Regions from separate parts of the Mus musculus genome. Here regions 1, 2 and 4 are each linked to region 3. The links are chromatin contacts, called in public Hi-C maps. All regions are on one chromosome and are shown on one strand. The core of a region is the stretch at or near the end of the contact, and the rest is flanking DNA. Distances in the headings are between cores, read along the strand shown.

Region 1 (2,700 bases), core at 101-2,600, 220 kb after region 3:
ATTACTAGCAGTGCTTCTCTATGTGGCAATAGAGGATGGAAAAGGAGTGTTATAGAAAGTGGAAAGGTTGTTCATCCCAGATATGAAATAAACATCACATAATTGCTTACAAAAGCAGTTACCATATTTAGACAAATGACACAGGATAAAAGATGAGCAAACTTGATGTAAGAATGAAAAAAAATATGGTAACAATTATATCTCTCTGTATTACAGGGATAAAATGCTACTGTACATTCAGTTACCAATTACCCTTTAGACATACTGAGAGCATCACAGAAGAGCAGATCAAATTTTTACTTGACCCCTGGTCTGGCCTCATGTCCCCTAGTGATATTCAAGCTTTAGTAGTTCTTAGAACATTTATGTCTCTGCCTTACCTATTCTGTTTAACCAGTAATGCACAACTGCATGTGCATCTTAGAACAGTGTTACCCTTATTTGCTTTTCTACACCAAGTGTTCTGTAATTACTTGAATATCATAGCTGTTTCTAATGTCCAAATTCAGAAAAATATGTCCCCCAAAGGAATTCAGTGACCTTCTACTGGAACTGCGTGGTGATTCCTGCTGGCAGACTGTGCTATCTGACAGATGTTGAATATTCTTGCGGTGCCTTTGGAAATACCAAATAGCCTTACACTGTCCCCATGACATGTTATGGTGCTCTCTGCTGTTATGGTGCATATTTTCAGAATCGTAGATCAAAGATCATAACTAGTAGGTCATGGGGTATGTGTGGAGAATTGCTTGTTTCCGATGAAATTGTTATCTACAGAGTCTGGGACACAGCAGGTGCCCAGCCTGTTCTAATGATTTTTCTCTGGTCTAGTTGCCAGCTTTTCTATTCACATTTTCCTAGGGTTGTTTGGCCTCTTAAACATTTATAGCCTAATATTCTTTATTCACAGGACATCACATCTTGTTAATGTTTGATTTAAGTTTGTAAGAGGGTGACACAGTTGTTGACTGTGAGTTTCTGGCATAAGGCTGATGTGTTGTTTGAAAGCCTTATTTACATAAAACAATGGGCAAAGATATGCATTTATTAACAATGTAAGTGAGGGAAGAACTTGTGGGCTCTGTTTTCCTGGGAGCTTAATTGCACAACAGCATTGCCAGGAGGAGTTCTATGTTAGATGTGAGTCTGGGTCAGGTATCAGAGACTGCAAAGTCATTATTAGGAGGTTGTAACTTGATGCTGGAGCCGTACCTGTTGCAGGCCATGATGTCATGACATGTCATGATGAAGATAGCTATTTCAGAAGGCCATTTGCAGGAAATGAAGGGAAATACAGTATCAACCACACTGCTTATTTTAGCATTTTTCTGCTTGTGGTTTAGAGGCAAGGAGATTATCTGCATCAGCCTCTTCTCATGGGTTAGGGACTTATCTTGACTCCAGTCCACTGGTGGGACCAGTACAGTGTGTTCCACTCACAGTGTAGGCTTTATAAGGTATAGCATTTCATTTTTAATTCAGAAGAAAAAAATTCTCTCCTCTCTATCTGTTAAACGTTAAAGAATTTGTAGGTAGGACATTGATAGCTTTCAACCATTGCTGCTGACATTTCAGAAGAACGGACAGCCGGCATTACATATGTATGCAGTGGTAGGTATGTGCTGTTGTATAGTGTACTTATAAATACACTATATTAGGTTTTCACTCCACATAGCGTGTTAGTTTCCAGTGGATCACCTAAATGTCATAACTTGTCACCAAGGGATCTTTATTCATGTCTAATTGTTTCAAATTATTAAAATATCTTTATCAATTGTACTTTGCAATGATTCCAGCATTGATTTGAGTTTCTAGAAATGTGCAGGAAGCAGAAGCGATTTTAGTTAGGTGCTGGCTGATCATAAGAAGTATTCTGCAAGTAGTCTGTACTATTGCTTGTTTAGAGGGAAAATATACTCAAAAGACCCAAGGAGAGTCTTGACAAGGTCAAGTTTCAGAAAACTGAGATCACACCAGTCATGATGCAGACAAAAGCCAGACTGTGTTAATTGCACATCTGCTCTGGGAAAACCCAAAGCAGCCAAGTTAGACTTTTGATCTGTCTTCTGGTCATATTTTTACCAGTTATTAGCTTGGCTTTAGGCAAGTTACGTCACCTTTCCTACTATTTATAGCTTACCTAGCACATGGACGCAATGGCTATTTCATAAGATCCGAAGGGGATAATGAAGAAACACTACTAAGAACCTTATTCAACCTCAGTACCTCATATTGCCTTAGAAAGGCCTACGATTGAACTCGCTCTCTCCAGGGGTTAATTGTGGTTGCCTGCTTCTTGCACCTTTCCAGGAATGTGTGTTACTGTGCCTTGGTAACCATGAGAACACACTGTAATGGCATTTATCAAAATGTATTGGGATAATTTCCCATCTCTCTCCTGCAGTATGATGTAAGGTCGTTGAACACAGTGGGCCATACTATTCGTTACTTTGCACAGAACTGGGGAGGCTCTGGAAAATGATGCTTAGTGAGTGAGTTGATTGGATGGCTGATACTGTCTGCTGTCCCAGCTTGCCTTAGGCTCTTTGTATTAGTGTATGTATATGACTATACTTTTGGTACTCTGTAATAAGCTTTTATGTGCTGGGTAAAATAAGATGCCATCAGGATTCATATGTAGAAAACAGTATCTCAGGCAAACAGGTAATCTAGGAAGCTTTTAAAAACCCTCCTTCAGGG
Region 2 (2,755 bases), core at 218-2,717, 130 kb after region 3:
ACTGCTCTTACGATGGTCCTGAGTTCAAATCCCAGCAACCACATGGTGACTCACAACCATCTGTAATGAGATCTGATTCCCTTTTCTAGGGTGTCTGAAGACAGCTACAGTGTACTTACATATAATAAATAAATAAATAAATAAATAAATCTTTATTTAAAAAGGAAGTTTATTTATTTTTATTTTGTGTGTCTGAGCATTTTGCTTGCATGCTTCCATGTGCATCATGTGCCTGCCTAGGACAATGGAGAGTAGAAGAGGGTGTCAGCTTCCCCAGAACTGGCATTACAAATAGTTTTGATCTGTTGTATGGGTGCTGGGAACTCTGCAAGAACAGCAACTCCTCATAACCACTGAGTCATCTCTCCATCCCTCAAACCCTTTCTTTTAAAAAAAAAATTAATGACCTCAGGTAGTTTATCATAGTCATGGAATGCTGACTGTAACACACAGTGATTCTAAATGTAGATGCATTTGGAACAAAGTAAATGCAAGTGAACTTTGAGAACAAAAAGACCGAAGGTTTTAGAGTTGGAGAGGCCTGGCTTTGAAGCCACACTGTCTGTGAGACAGAGGGCTGGTTTTTTTCTCTGAACCCTGGTTTGCTTCTTACAAAATCGAGGTGATACATAGAGCTTAGAGTTGTGCGATTGAAATAAAATGCTCAGCTTGTATTAGTCATTCTGTCAATTTTTGTTTCCTACCTCTTGTCTTCTTAGACATATATATACAGTAGGTGACTCAAGGAGACTGCTAATTAGGGTAATAATGCTTTGTCCCGTTCTTTAAGGTTTTGAACTGAAGCAGTGTAGTAATGGGACGTGTTGGAGGTTTCACTGATATTACTCTCCTTGGTTATAAGTGATGAGTCTTCTTAGTGGAGAGAAGGAAATGAACAGAGTTGATTTTACCTGGTCCGTTTTAAGGTGTGTGTGTGTGTGTGCGTGTGTACATGTAGGTATGTATATGCATGTGTGTGAACATGGATATGGAAATTTGAGGTGAATGTCAGTTGTTTTCAATCACCACCTACTTTTTTTTTTTTTAATTTGATACAGAGTCTTGTACTGAACCCTGAGCTTGCTGTTTTGGCTAAGCTGGTTGGCCAGTAAGCCCCAGGGACCTGCCTATTTCCACCTCCCATAAGTATGTGGTCTTACATGGGTTCTGGGGGCTCGAACTCAGGTCCTCATATATGGCAAACACTTGACTGGCTGAGTCAACTTCCTCACCGTTTTTGGCATTGTGAGCTGTTATCAGACATTTCACAGTGGTTGAAATGATTGACCAGTGATGTCCCTGTATTTGTCATCCCATCTGACCCTCCCTGAATTATTTCTTGCAGGAAGTGTTAAGGGGCAGAATTCCAGCTTCAGGGAGAAAGGGGAGCCCTTGATAGGCTGCTCTATCCTGCATCAGCCACGTGGAATTCTCCTGCAGGGCAGAGAAGAGTCCAGTTACTATGACAATCAGAGCTGTTCTGCCAAGATTGCTAGCCAGGGTGCCCGCACAGCTAATTGCTATGCGCACATCCGTTCATTAGACTTTGACCCAGAATTACTAGTGTCTTTCACAAGGTAGGCAGTGAATCATTGTTTTTGGCTCCGGCTTTGTCTCTTTCAGCCGTGGTTTGGTTTGTATCAGAAGTACAAACTGTGCAGGCCATTACCTCTCTTAGTTACGAAGCTTCTTGGACTTTTACAAGAGGCTAAGATTTTTTACTAGAAAACACACATTAGTTATCCAAGAGCCCAGAGAAGCCGGTTGGGACTCAGAGCTGCTGATCAGCACCTCTGTGATATTATACAAATTGCTTCACCCCTCTGAGCCAGTTATCACAGCTGTGAAATGGGGTAATAAAATTTCCATCCACAGAGTTATGAGGCGACAGAAAAGAACGAGGCACTGAGAATCTCTGATACCTGTGTTTCCATCCGAAGTGTGAAGGCACGGTGGGATGGAGCAATACCTAAAGGCCTAGCACTCAGGTTTCTCTGGCTGGTGGCTAGCCACTGAGACCAGGGGCATCTCCCCACAAAGGTCGCACCCTTTGTGAGTCGGTATGTTGTCTGTCTTTCATACTTTACCATCTTTGAGTTAGGGAATATTAAAAAGCTGTGAAGAACCCCACGACCACCAAACAGCAATACAAATTTCAAACAATGTTGATTTTCTCCCACTAGCTCAATCAAAAAAGTTTACTTTTCTGCTCTATAATCGCTCTTTTGTACTACAGTCCTACTCCTAGAATTCTGGAGCGAGAACTACCAAGGTAGAATACTTTATATTGAGTAGTTTGAGATGGGATCCACTAGAAGTTAAATTCAAGTGTGTCTTTCACAAAGAGAAAATGGCGACGTTTAAAAGCAAACATTTATTGTGTGCTATACCTGTTATGTGTCAGACACCGTGGATCTAAAGACAGTAATATAAATTTGAAAATTTCTTTATTAGGAACAATGTCCTTCTAGCTCTATCATGTGATGGCTGCAAACAAGTGAGGGACATCTGATTCCAAGCCCCTACAACAGCTGGCCCTGTGATAGTAGCCTCTGAAAGCTTCCTGTTTGATAAGTACTCAGGCTGGATGTGAGACTCTTAGAAAACAGTCGCCTTGTTTTCTTATCTGTGCACCCAAGATGGGTTTTGTTCCCAAAAAGTTTTGTGTATAAAGCCACTGGAAAGGAACACCCAGGTTCCTTTCGGGACCTTTGCAGAGGGAGGCAGGATCTTAGCTAACTTCCCACCAGTCATC
Region 3 (2,880 bases), core at 252-2,751:
TTGTAGCAAGTGTTCACGGTACCAACAACAATGTAGCCATTAACTTGGAAAAAATAACAGAACATCAGAGATTCTCAAGGGATCAGCATGCTCAGGGATACACATCACACTGGGTTGTTCCTAGAGCTCATTTACTAGGAATGCTGAAAGGAAGGAGGACTAATTTAATATAAAGGCACGATAGGAGCTGGGACATGTTGATAAGCTGTGAGAACAGGGTGCAGGGGGTGTGAATAAGGCATGATGAGGGAAACGGATGTTCTGTTTAGTCTTAGAAAGAAGAAGAGCATGTTTTATATCCAGAGGATGGGTAAAAACAAAGAGTGCATTCTGGGAAATCACAGTTGTGCTGTGTGGCTCACTTGGGAGAATGGCAACAGTTTTCCTTAGACAGACAGACTAAGAGGCTGGATGGATGACTCAGTGGTTAAGTGCCCATATTATTCTTACAAAGGACCTGAGTTGCAGTTCCCAATACTTATGTTTTCATAACCACTGTAACTTCAGTCCCTGGGGTTCTGACCTTCTCTTCTGGATGCTATAGGCACCTGTACTCATGTGCGCATACCTACATAGATACTCAAATATATATATATAATTAAAGATAAAATAGATTTAAAAAGAAAAATAGATTGCTGTCAGTTACACACCGTGCTCAGAGAATGTTTCCTGAAAGGACAGGGGGTGGAGTTTAGACAAAAGGAATCACATGATCTGCTACCTCTTCCCAAGGGAAAGGGAGGCTGGAGGCAGGTGGCTGGTGTTGATGTTGGTGTTGCTGTCTATTGTAATACTAAGAGCACACCCCTAAGACCTGGGGTCTGCCCATAGATAGACCCAAGTGATGCTTTGTGACCCGCCCCTAAGTTATTTCTGATTGGTAAATAAAGATGTCAGCATCTTTGGGCAGAAGAGACATAAGATTCCTGGGCTTGGGGTTAAGAAGAACCACTAGGGGAGAAGAAGGTGGAGGAGGAAGGAGAAGCTGCCATATGTTAGGTGAGCCATGAAAACGTGGCTCTGAGGGCTGGCCAATTGGAGTTAAGAGCAGCCCAGATGAAACATAGTATGTAATAATTTGGAGTTATTGATAGGAAAGTAGAGTCTAATAGCATAGAGGGTAGATAGCTGCCCAGCTCTAGTGCTGATTAAGGTTTACTGTAAATATAAAGGTTGTGTGTGTGTGTCTTTTATCTGGGAACTGAATGAAGAAGGCAAGGCGCAGCAGGCTGGAGGCAGGACAGAAAGAAAGCAGCTTCCATACTCTCCTCTCTCATATCGATGTCTTCAGTGTGCCAAGCACATTATGACACACAATTTGTGCTTGACAAATAGGTGTTGAATGAATAAGTGAAAGAAGGAAATACAAGCCTTCTGCACTGGGATGATGACTGCGAGATCTTGGTGACACCTGTGCCTCTCTTTTGCTCCTCTCCAGATCAGCCAGCTCACCCTTCATGGCTTCAGTGTTCATAGCTCATAAATGCGAAGTGTCAGCTACAAAGACTGTGCAGGGAAGATACACTGAATGGGCGTGTATCACATCGTCAAGGAATGAGTCAGCACACATGTCCCCAAAAGACGGGTTCCTTTGGTTTTTCCAGGACTGACATCTTGAGTGATTTCCAAAGCAGTTTCCTGGAGTGGCAGCCGCAGGCTCCAGATGGCAGTGGACTAAGGAACAAAGGGAAGGAAGGAAGGAATTGTGGATGGTGAGGGGAGACAGTCCTTCAATAGTTTTTTGGCTATGAAGGAAAGAAAGGGAGGAGAGAGCTTGAGAGAGAGGCCTGATCAGAGCAGGGAGTGTATGTCTGAAGGGTGGCAGATTTATAAACTTGAGAAAAACCAATCAAGGAGAGAGGGTAAAGCCAGATACAGTAACAGAGGGAGGCTTAAATATAGAGAGTTAAAATTTAGAGACAATTCTTGTTTTTTTCTTTTTCTTTTGGTTGTTTTCTTTTTTTGTTGTTTGTTTTTTTTTGAAAAGGGATAGATTGGAGAGTGTAGGTCCCTAGGGTCCCTGTGCTGCCACTGGTGACGCTTGGATAGGTGAGATTCACTGAAACGATTCACTCAGCAATTCAGTTCTATAAGTTGAAGTGTTGTAAGTTCAGTGACACACACTTAAAAACAACACTCTTCCCAAGGCACACTTTGCCTTGCATGTAGTTTAGTTTTTAGATCCGTTTCTTGCATCCCTATTATCTCTAAGAATGAAAGAGATTAACACACAAGAAAGAATGTTAGTGATGTGAGAAGTGAAGCAATATGAAAGCTGTCTTCCTGCTCATTGCTAAGCACATTGATATTCCTGACCTAGAGACCAGGCATGTTTTCCATATTTTGTATATATTACCCTGGAGTATGAAATGTTAGCACGAGGGGAAGCAAAATTAAATTAGTTCCTTATCTAAGGCTTTTAGATGCCCTGGCATAAACCCCTCAAGGGCAACACACTGATCATTTCCCCGTGGATGGTGAAATTACAGTTTGCATAATTATTTCCTCATGATTTAATTGAAAACATTGACGATTAAGCACACGGATGCCAGAGACTCTAATGCAGGGCAACACATTTCCACCTTTTATCTCTGAAGCAGTCTCAGCCTGTAGAGTTTAAACAGACATGTTTGTGGAGGATAGGTTGAGTTTGGATGTGGGCGTGGGCCACTGTGTGCTGTATTTCGGGACTTCATCCCTGACTTCTGAAGTGGATGCTCAGGTCCTGGGGAGAGAAGAGGTTAGCCATTGCCCTCTCCCAGTGATCACTTCTTAATTCTGTCATTCAGTGTCACCCTACAGGCTCTGGCAATTACCCTCAGTTTTCCAACCCTCAGTCTGGCAGCTCAGAACCACAGGCTTCCTATTACCCGGGGTCTT
Region 4 (2,747 bases), core at 237-2,736, 240 kb after region 3:
GAATAGAATTGAAGACCCAGAAATGAACCCACACACCTATGGTCACTTGATCTTTGACAAAGGAGCTAAATCCATCCAGAGGGAAAAAGCCAGCATTTTCAACAAATGGTGCTGGCACAACTGGCAGTTATCCTGTAGAAGAATTCAAATTTATCCACTCTTATCTCCTTGTACAAAGCCCAAGTCTAAGTGGATCAAGGAACTCCACATAAAACCAGAGACACTGAAACTTATAGAGGAGAAAGTGGAGAAAAGCCTCAAAGATATGGGCACAGGGGAAAATTCCTGAACAGAACAGCATTGGCTTGTGCTGTAAGATTGAGAATTAACAAATGGGACCTCATAAAATTGCAAAGCTTTTGTAAGGCAAAAGACACTGTCAATAAGACAAAAAGGCCACCAACAGATTGGGAAAGGATCTTCACCAATCCTAAATCAGATAGGGGACTAATATCCAATATACACAAATAACTCAAGAATCTGGACTCCAGAAAATCAAATAACCCTATTAAAAATGAGGTACAGAGCTAAACAAAGAATTTTCTTTTTCTTTTCTTTTTTTCTTTTTTTCCTTCCTTCCTTCCTTCCTTCCTTCCTTCCTTCCTTCCTTCCTTCCTTCCTTCCTTCCTTTCTTTCTTTCTTTCTTTCTGAGACAGTGTTTCTCTGTATAGCCCTGGGTGTCCTGGAACTCACTTTGTAGACCAGGCTGGCCTCGAACTCATAAATCTGCCTGCCTCTGCCTCCCAAGTGCTGGCATTAAAGGCATGCACCACCACCGCCCGGCTAAGAATTTTCAACTGAGGAATACCAAATGTCTGAGAAGCACCTGAAAAATGTTCAACATCCTTAATCATCAGGGAAATGCAAATCAAAACAACCCTGAGATTCCACCTCACACCAGTCAGAATTGCTAAGATCAAAAATTCAGGTGACAGCAGATGCTGTTGAGGATGTGGTGAAAGAGGAACACTCCTCCATTGCTGTTGGGATTGCAAGCTGGTACAACCACTCTGGAAATCAGTCTGGTGGTTCCTCAGAAAATTTAACATAGTACTACTGGAGGATCCTGCAATACCTCTCCTGGGCATATACCCAGAAGATATTCCAACTTGTAATAAGAACACAAGCTCCACTATGTTCATAATAGCCTTATTTATAATAGCCATAAGCTGGAAAGAACCCAGCTGTCCTTCAACAGAAGAATGGATACAGAAAATGTAGTACATTTACAGAATGGAGTACTAAGCAGCTATTAAAAACAATGAATTTATGATATTCTTAGGCAAATGGATGGATCTGAGGATATCATCCTGAGTGAGGTAACCCAATCACAAAAGAAGTCACTTGATATGCACTCACTGATAAGTGGATATTAGCTCAGAAAGTTAGAATACCCAAGATACAATTCACAAAACACATGAAACTCAAGAAGAAGGAAGTCCAAAGTGTGGATAATTTGTTCCTCCTATGACTGGGCACAAAATACCCATGGAAGGAGTTACATAGACAATGTGTGGAGCTGAGACGGAATGAAGGACCATCAAGAGACTGCCCTACCCAGGGATCCATCCCATAAACAGCCACCAAACCCAAACACTACTGCATATGCCAGCAAGATTTTGCTGACAGCACCTTGATGTAGCTATCTCTTTTGAGGCTATGCCCCTGCTTGGCAAATACAGAAGTGGATGCTCACAGTCACCTATTGGATGGAACACAGGGCCCCCAATGGAGGAGGTAAAGAAATTACTCAAGTAGTTGAAGGGGTCTGCAACCCTATAGGAGGAACAACAATATGAACTAACCAGTAACCCCAGAGCTCATATCTCTAGCTGCATATGTAGCAGAGAATGGCCTTGTGGAACATCAATGAGAGGAGAGGCCCTTGGCCTTGCGAAGATTATATGCCCCAGTACAGGGGAATGCCAGGGCCAGGAAGTGGGAGTGGGTGGGCTGGCGAGCATGGAATGGCGAGGGTATAGGGAACTTTTGGGATAGCATTTGAAATGTAAATGAATAAAATATCTAATAAAATTGTTTTTGAAAAAAATTAAAAATAAATTGCTTTGGAAACCACTGGAGTAGATCTTAGCTTGGGTGAAAACGTTATAAAAAGAGATTGAGGTTGGAATGGTAGAAATTTGAATAGCTAATAGGCATTAATTGCTAATTCTCTTTAAAATCAAGTCTGAAAATAATATGAGAAGTGGTTTTTTTATGTGTCCTGATGTTATTGGTACACAGGGGAACATTCTAACCTCTAAGAGACACATGCTGAGTGATTTAGGAGGGAATACCCCTGTCTGCACCCTCCTTTTCACAGCACAGACAGAATGTTTTTTGCGGTAACGGCCATGCACACGAAAGCACACACAGAGCTGTTGTGAGTGTGGAATAGGTGGAAGTACACGGTGTAGGTATATTATTCTTTCAGCCTTTGTGCTGGATTTCTTAAACTGGAAACTGAATAGAATCAAAGGAGTGAATACGTGAAGGAGCAGGGTGTCTGGTGGGCTCAGCTGTGTTTGGGACCTCCATAATGATGCCACAGCCCCCTTCCTCTGTCCCTCCACTCTGCTCCTGTTTTTGCCCACAGCAGAACACTTGGGAGTCCAGAGTGCATGCAGAGCCTAGTGCTTTCAGCCAAATTTTGAAGCACTATGAAGATCTCCCAGGAGTATTACTAGAAACGCTTAAAGCAGAGCCTTTTAGCTTTTCCAGTATCTATGATATTGCAGGCATTCAAA

What was found. A called contact is a pair of places that touch in the nucleus more often than the background predicts.
Region 1: a Hi-C map of bone marrow-derived macrophages shows a contact between it and region 3, with 21 read pairs. The contact joins two enhancer-like sites. A contact is called at or near these places in 1 of 15 datasets of contacts at CTCF or cohesin (stem cell-derived epiblast-like cells) and 6 of 484 Hi-C or Micro-C datasets (adipose-derived mesenchymal stem cells, bone marrow-derived macrophages, cerebral cortex and 3 more).
Region 2: a contact with region 3 is called in a Hi-C map of the C2C12 cell line, with 2.3 times the contacts expected there. The contact joins two enhancer-like sites. A contact is called at or near these places in 6 of 484 Hi-C or Micro-C datasets (the C2C12 cell line, CD4 T cells, bone marrow-derived macrophages and 2 more) and 4 of 115 datasets of contacts at active chromatin or transcription factors (embryonic stem cells, fibro-adipogenic progenitors, neural progenitor cells and 1 more).
Region 4: a Hi-C map of bone marrow-derived macrophages shows a contact between it and region 3, with 23 read pairs. The contact joins two enhancer-like sites. A contact is called at or near these places in 10 of 484 Hi-C or Micro-C datasets (bone marrow-derived dendritic cells, bone marrow-derived macrophages, cerebral cortex and 7 more) and 5 of 115 datasets of contacts at active chromatin or transcription factors (CD8 T cells, acute myeloid leukemia, cardiomyocytes and 2 more).

The regions. Positions count from the first base shown.
Region 1 is chr3:109,399,516-109,402,215 of GRCm38.p6, forward strand. All of the region lies in intron 1 of Vav3 (vav 3 oncogene), which reads left to right. Among named protein-coding and RNA genes, the nearest start is that of Vav3, 60 kb to the left of the region's middle. Within about 2 kb of position 1,351, at least 12 of the 459 cell types and tissues checked have an H3K27ac peak or open chromatin away from gene starts, as enhancers often do. A contact at or near this core is called in bone marrow-derived macrophages, where this site is marked.
Region 2 is chr3:109,306,109-109,308,863 of GRCm38.p6, forward strand. No RefSeq gene overlaps it. Among named protein-coding and RNA genes, the nearest start is that of Vav3, 33 kb to the right of the region's middle. Within about 2 kb of position 1,468, at least 43 of the 459 cell types and tissues checked have an H3K27ac peak or open chromatin away from gene starts, as enhancers often do. A contact at or near this core is called in the C2C12 cell line, neural progenitor cells and pancreatic cancer cells, where this site is marked.
Region 3 is chr3:109,177,335-109,180,214 of GRCm38.p6, forward strand. No RefSeq gene overlaps it. Among named protein-coding and RNA genes, the nearest start is that of Slc25a24, 56 kb to the left of the region's middle. Within about 2 kb of position 1,502, at least 50 of the 459 cell types and tissues checked have an H3K27ac peak or open chromatin away from gene starts, as enhancers often do. A contact at or near this core is called in the C2C12 cell line, bone marrow-derived macrophages, neural progenitor cells and 1 more, where this site is marked.
Region 4 is chr3:109,418,030-109,420,776 of GRCm38.p6, forward strand. All of the region lies in intron 1 of Vav3 (vav 3 oncogene), which reads left to right. Among named protein-coding and RNA genes, the nearest start is that of Vav3, 79 kb to the left of the region's middle. Within about 2 kb of position 1,487, at least 5 of the 459 cell types and tissues checked have an H3K27ac peak or open chromatin away from gene starts, as enhancers often do. A contact at or near this core is called in bone marrow-derived macrophages, where this site is marked.